2 separate regions of the Mus musculus genome follow, and region 1 is linked to region 2. The links are chromatin contacts, called in public HiChIP or PLAC-seq maps. All regions are on one chromosome and are shown on one strand. The core of a region is the stretch at or near the end of the contact, and the rest is flanking DNA. Distances in the headings are between cores, read along the strand shown. Region 1 overlaps Wdtc1 (WD and tetratricopeptide repeats 1). Region 2 overlaps Ahdc1 (AT hook, DNA binding motif, containing 1).

Evidence for each region. HiChIP or PLAC-seq counts read pairs in DNA pulled down with a chosen protein or histone mark.
Region 1: an H3K4me3 HiChIP or PLAC-seq map of forebrain shows a contact between it and region 2, with 4 times the contacts expected there. The contact joins two enhancer-like sites. A contact is called at or near these places in 1 of 15 datasets of contacts at CTCF or cohesin (large pre-B cells), 1 of 484 Hi-C or Micro-C datasets (bone marrow-derived macrophages), 19 of 115 datasets of contacts at active chromatin or transcription factors (the HPC-7 cell line, T-cell acute lymphoblastic leukemia, craniofacial prominence and 12 more) and 3 of 9 other capture datasets (adipose tissue, liver and pancreatic islet).

Annotation. Positions count from the first base shown.
Region 1 is chr4:133,296,442-133,299,141 of GRCm38.p6, forward strand. Wdtc1 (WD and tetratricopeptide repeats 1) reads right to left here. Exons shown (of 16, transcript NM_199306.4): 13 at 979-1,214; 14 at 1-152. Among named protein-coding and RNA genes, the nearest start is that of Tmem222, 20 kb to the left of the region's middle. Within about 2 kb of position 1,435, at least 95 of the 459 cell types and tissues checked have an H3K27ac peak or open chromatin away from gene starts, as enhancers often do. A contact at or near this core is called in forebrain, where this site is marked.
Region 2 is chr4:133,037,602-133,040,301 of GRCm38.p6, forward strand. The region is part of intron 2 of Ahdc1 (AT hook, DNA binding motif, containing 1); the gene reads left to right. Among named protein-coding and RNA genes, the nearest start is that of Ahdc1, 27 kb to the left of the region's middle. Within about 2 kb of position 1,425, at least 206 of the 459 cell types and tissues checked have an H3K27ac peak or open chromatin away from gene starts, as enhancers often do. A contact at or near this core is called in forebrain, where this site is marked.

The sequences.
Region 1 (2,700 bases), core at 185-2,684, 260 kb after region 2:
ATCCGTGGTGGTGTTGCAGTGCCCACAGTAGCGGAACTGATAGTCGTAGCTCCGTTCCCGTAGCACCATTTCGTCTTCTGAGATGGAGTCCTTGCGACTTGTGCTTCGAAGGCGAACTGGACCACCACCACCACCAGCTGCCTTCTTCTCCTCTGGGGCCGAAAGCAAGGAGAGATGAGAAAGAGGTGAGGAAGGAGAGATGTGAGGGAGGTGGGAGGCTTCCCTTCCCTCCCCCCCCCTCAGTGTCTCCTCTACCCCTGTGCTACAGTTTCCAACCCAGACCAGGCAATGCCAGGCCATCTGCCCCCAGGTTTACTCCCAAGAACTAAGAGAAGTCCGTAGGAATTTGCATCGCTGGCGTCAGCCTGAACACTACTCATGGAATGAGCGAATCCCGTGGCTAGTTATCTGCCTCCAGTGAGATCTATCCCACATAGTTCTCATAGTTGGAGACTCTCATAGTTGGTCACCATGACCCAGCTCGTCCTACAAATCTACAGAGGCACTGGGAAGGCTTGGTGTGCCCTTTGCAGACAAGACCGGTTTGGAGGCTGTGCTGGATCCATGGCCACACAGTTCGACCTGGTAGAGCTAAGCTGAGAACTAAGGCACTGTCCTAGACACCATGCCTGCTGCCCATGGCCAGACTGAGACAAAGACAACAAACAGCACTTGCCTCTGCCCAGTGTGCTCTGCCAAGGCCCGTCTGGGGACAGGTGGGAAGGCCCAGCTAGAGCTCACACAGCCTGACTGGGCTCTACCTGGTGCCTTGAATGCTAACATTAACTTTCAACAGAGTTTCACTGGGAGATGCTGACCGTCTCCTTCTTCAGCCATGAAAAGTGAGTTTCAGGGGTCAGACTGTCTTAAGTCCATGGAGTTTCATAATCAGCATCTGAAACCAGGGCTTCTAGATCAAAGCGCCAGGGCCTTTCTGGGTAGGGAACGGACAGCTGCGTCTCCTGGGCACACACTCACCACCATCACTTTTGGAGAAAAGGGCAGCTGTGATGTCCCGGCCTAATGCGTCACATGCACTGCTGTGGGCCTGCTCTGGGAACTTCCCTTTGAAGTCATCCAGGCACTCCAGAGCCTCGGCCACATACTTCAGTTCAAAGAGGCACCGGGCCAGACGGAAGTGTGCCTTCAGGTGGCAAGGGTTTAGGGAGATGGCCTTGAGGCAGTCCCGGAGGGCATCATAGTGGTCCCCGTCCCTGAGAAGGTACAGGAACATAGCTTAGAGGTGAGAGAGGCCCTGTGGCAGATACAAGGTTCCCACCATCTTCTGTGGCTACTTCTAGGCCATCTCTGACAACCCTCAGGGTGAGGAGATAAGGAGATGAAGCCTTGGCGAAGCCCACTGCTCCCTCCCTGGGAGCAGGAGTAAGCTGAGGCTCAAGCCAGGAGCCTGAGGCTTGGCGAGTAAAGAGCAGTGTCGGGCTGCCCTCTGCTGGGCGTAGGCTGCAACTGTGCACTGTTCACCTCAGGCACCCGCAGCTCTGCAGCAGAAGGCCTGGCATCCTGCCCACCGCAGACTCCCCAAGCCCTCCTTCTCTTTTCCTTCATCCACCTCCTCAAATCCCCCTGCTGGTCTTCAAAGCTATGTCCAAGGCAGGGGGCCCTCAAGGACAGTTCTGTGGCCTGGAGAAGCCAGAAGTGTTAGGCCAGGGACTCAGGGTCTGACCAGCATGCCCTCAGCCAGACCCCCCTCTGTCCTGGCTGACTGATCTGCAGCAGCTGTGGCCTCCACCTCCTGGGGCTGGAGGATGGGGCCTGACTGTCTGGCAAAGTCAGCTCTCTGGAAGCTGATGGTGAGGGGGCTGTGCACACCAGGAGCTCCAAATCCTCTCTACTCTTTTCTCCAATGGACAAGTATGGATAAAGGGGAGTGTAGGCTTTCTGTTGGAGGGGTAGAGGGAGACGCCCTCTTTTCCAGGCCCACCTCCCTGTTGCCAGAAACCCAATTTGGTTTCTCATCTGTACAGCCAAGCAGCAATGAGAGTCACTTTCCCCTTTAGAAACCTGTAAATGTTTGTATTTTCAATGCTGGGGATTGAACCTCCCCGCTTCCTACTGGGCTGGGGTGGGTCTACTATGCTTACAGCAAGCAGCACTCACTAATGCCAAGGGTCCCTTCACCAAGGGCACAGGTCACAGGTGTCTCCTGACCTCTCTCGCCATACAGTCAGGAGGAGCACCCAGCCCTTGGAGTAGCCACTTAAGACTCTAACCGACAGCTAAGCAATGTGGGGCAGGCAGGAAGCAGAGCTGCTTTGATGGTGTGCTCTGCGTCAGAACGAGTGCCTATGACGAAGGAGCAGGCGCTGTTTGGAAACCCAGTTACTGCCTGCAAGGTGCCCCTTTCTGAGCTCCTAGCAAGAGCCAGACCAGAGACCAGCCAGGAACCAGAGGGTGGTCTGTTTCCAGGAGCAGATGGTAGCCCTGGGGAGGCTGGCCTGGGACAGAACGTGACATTCTAGGGGTCACTGGCAGGCATGTGGGGATGGGGAAAAAAAAAGAGCAGGCTGGCCCCAGGGCTCACCCATCCTAGATGTACTGCCAGATCAATCTCCCTGAAAAGACAGCCCTCTGCACGTCCTCGCTCAAAGCTCTCCAGTAGCTGCCCATCACACACTGAATCAAGGCCAAATGCCACCCTCTGCATTCCAAGCCCTTTCCAGGCAAGCCCCAGGCTACCTC
Region 2 (2,700 bases), core at 175-2,674:
TGACTCTATGGAAACAGGGGACCCGGAGACAGAAATAAACTGCCAGGTTTCCGGGGCGGGAGGGAGGGTGTGATATGTGACTGCCAACCTTTGTGTTTCCTTGCTTGGAGTGGTGTGTGTGTGTGTGTAGGGAGCAGGAAGCATCTCCAGGCTCTGTGAGGATGCGCCCCCCCCCCACGCCCGCCCGCCCGCCCTGTGTCACATCTCTCATTTTTGTACCCCTTACCTCTGAGGCTGGGTTGAGTCCGGAATATGATAAACAAGTTAACTTCAGGGGCCAAGTAGTCTGAGACGAGCATTGGAAAGCAGAGTGCAGTCTTTGGGCTCTTGGACATCCAAAATGGTATCCATCTTTAGACCCTCTAGCTGTCCCACAGCAGGTGCTGAACCGACTCAACTGTTGCAGCGGGGTACTAAAGAGTTGGGAGACCTCTATTGGGTACCTACTCTGACACATTGGGCTTTAGTTTCCGCCTCTGTTTAAGGTTTAATTACTTTGTGTCAGTAATTAATATTCTGAAGCCAGTTTGTCTGACTTTGGGCTGTGCTGCTGTCAAACCTCTGGCAGGTCACTACTGAACCTCAGTTTCCTCCGGCAAGAAACACTGTATCTTTATTGGGACCTTAATGGAGTTAATGCTCTTTGATACTGCAGAGCCAGTGTGCATGTTGTTGGCCACTAATATGAAGTAGGCGCTAGATGTAAATGTATGAAAATACACTGTTTTGGTGTAAGGGACTTTTACTCTGAAAGGGGGGATTTTTAAATCCCTCTCAATAAATATCCCTCCCCCCTCAAAAAAAAAAGTTTTGCTCAGGAAAAGGCGCACGGCAAAGTGAATAAGGTACTCTCCGAATAAAGCCGGGTAGCTCATCCCAACTTACAGGTAAGGAAATCGAGGCCGGTGATTGGCCACTGGTGCTCGGCGGCGCTATCCAGTGAGGCCTGAGTCCGCCGCTGGGGAGGGAGTGCCCGGGCCGCGGGCGCTCACCGGAGGAGGGGCGTGCAGGTAGCGGGCGCCTCGCAGCCACCAGCCGCAATCAGGCGGTGTTAGCAATTCTGCCGCTCGACCGGCCGAGCAAGCGAGTCGGGCCGGGTGTCTCCCGGGCCCTCCCCAGCCCCGAGCCGGATAGAAGCGGCCCTCCCCTCCCCTTCCACGTGTCCCTCCTCCGCGGGTAGCCGAGGGCCCCGGCTAGCGGGACGGGGGCCAGGAAAAAGCCGAAAACAGCGCGGCCGGGCCGCTCCCCTCCCGCTCAAAATAGCCCCCGGCCGGGGCTGCCACGCATTCCGCCGTCCCCGGGGCGCGGGAAGGAGCGGCGGGCCGGGCGACGTGGCTGCCTCGCCGAGTGGGACTGGGTGGGGGCGAGGGCGGGCCGCGCGGTCGCTCGCTCCCTCGCTCGGCCGGCCCGCATGTGGCTCTCCTTCGGGGAGCCTTGGCAGCCCAGGCGGCGCGCTGCGCCGGGATGATGGAGAGCTTCTGGAATTTCCTGCAGCTGGAGAGCGCGAGCGGCCGGGGGAGCCGGCCCAGCGCGGCTCGGGAAGGGGGCGCCGAGCCGGCCGACCCCCGCACGCGTCTCCGTAGCCTCCGCCGCCGCCGTCGCCGCTCCGGGGGTGGGAGAGGTTTCCCGGACCTCCCCCGGGCGAGGCGGGAGGCTCCCCTCCCCCGCCGCTCCTTCGGGGCTGGCGGGGGTCCAGGCCCGCCCTTCCCCGGCCTGGGCGGCGGACAGGGGCCAGGTGCAGGCGACGCCCCTCCCCCCGCCGCCTGGTTTCCCTCTCGGCCCCGTCACCTCCGCCGGAGTCAGAAGCCCTGCGGCCTCCTGGGGAGGGGGCGGGGGCGCAGGCGCGGCCACCGGGCGGCCAGGTAGCTCGAGGGGCGGCGGCGGCGGCAAAACTCCGGAGCGGCTTCTTTCGGCCGGCAGACCCGCGCCTCCTGCTCGAGCCGAGGCGTCGAAGGGCTTCCTCTCTGCCGAAGGCAGGCGAGGCCGTTCGCTCCCAGGCCCCCTTCTCTGGCAACGACCGAGCCAGTGGACCGCGGACGGCTGGGGACCATCCTTGATGATTTCCCCAACTCCGGCAGCAGCTTGCTTTGGGGCATAACTGCACCCTGCGGGTCAGGGAGTCCAGAAAAGGGACCCGGGAGGGAGGGCGTCCCGTTTACCGGAGCCCCGAAAGCCAGGGGAGTTGGTAAGTGACCTCTCAGGGCTCTTCCTTTTCTCTTTTCTTTTCTTTTCTTTTCTTTTCTTTTCTTTTCTTTTCTTTTCTTTTCTTTTCTTTTCTTTTCTTTTCTTTTCTTTTCTTTTCCTTTACTGTTGGGAGTGTGTCCGCGCGCGCGTGTGTGTTCAGAGATTACTTTCCCCACAACTTTGCCTGATTCTAGTACCGTTTGGTAAAGTGCGGATGGAAACGGATGAACCGTTTGGCCACTCCCAGCCGAAGGCTCTGATTCAGTTACAATTCCCGCCCCCACCGAGCTCACCGCGCCGCGTTAAACCGAAGCATCGGTGGTAGTAGGCATGGTTTGATTCTTTCTCTGCCCTGCACTGTTCAGTGTCTTTGGGCAAGTCTCTTTACTCCTTTACCTTTGACTTTTCTGAAAAAACTAGGCCTTGTGGGGCTTAAAGTTGCACATGTAAGGCAATTAGTGTGGGGCCAACTCAGTAAGGACACCTGAGTACCAGCAGTCGCTTTCAGGAGGATAG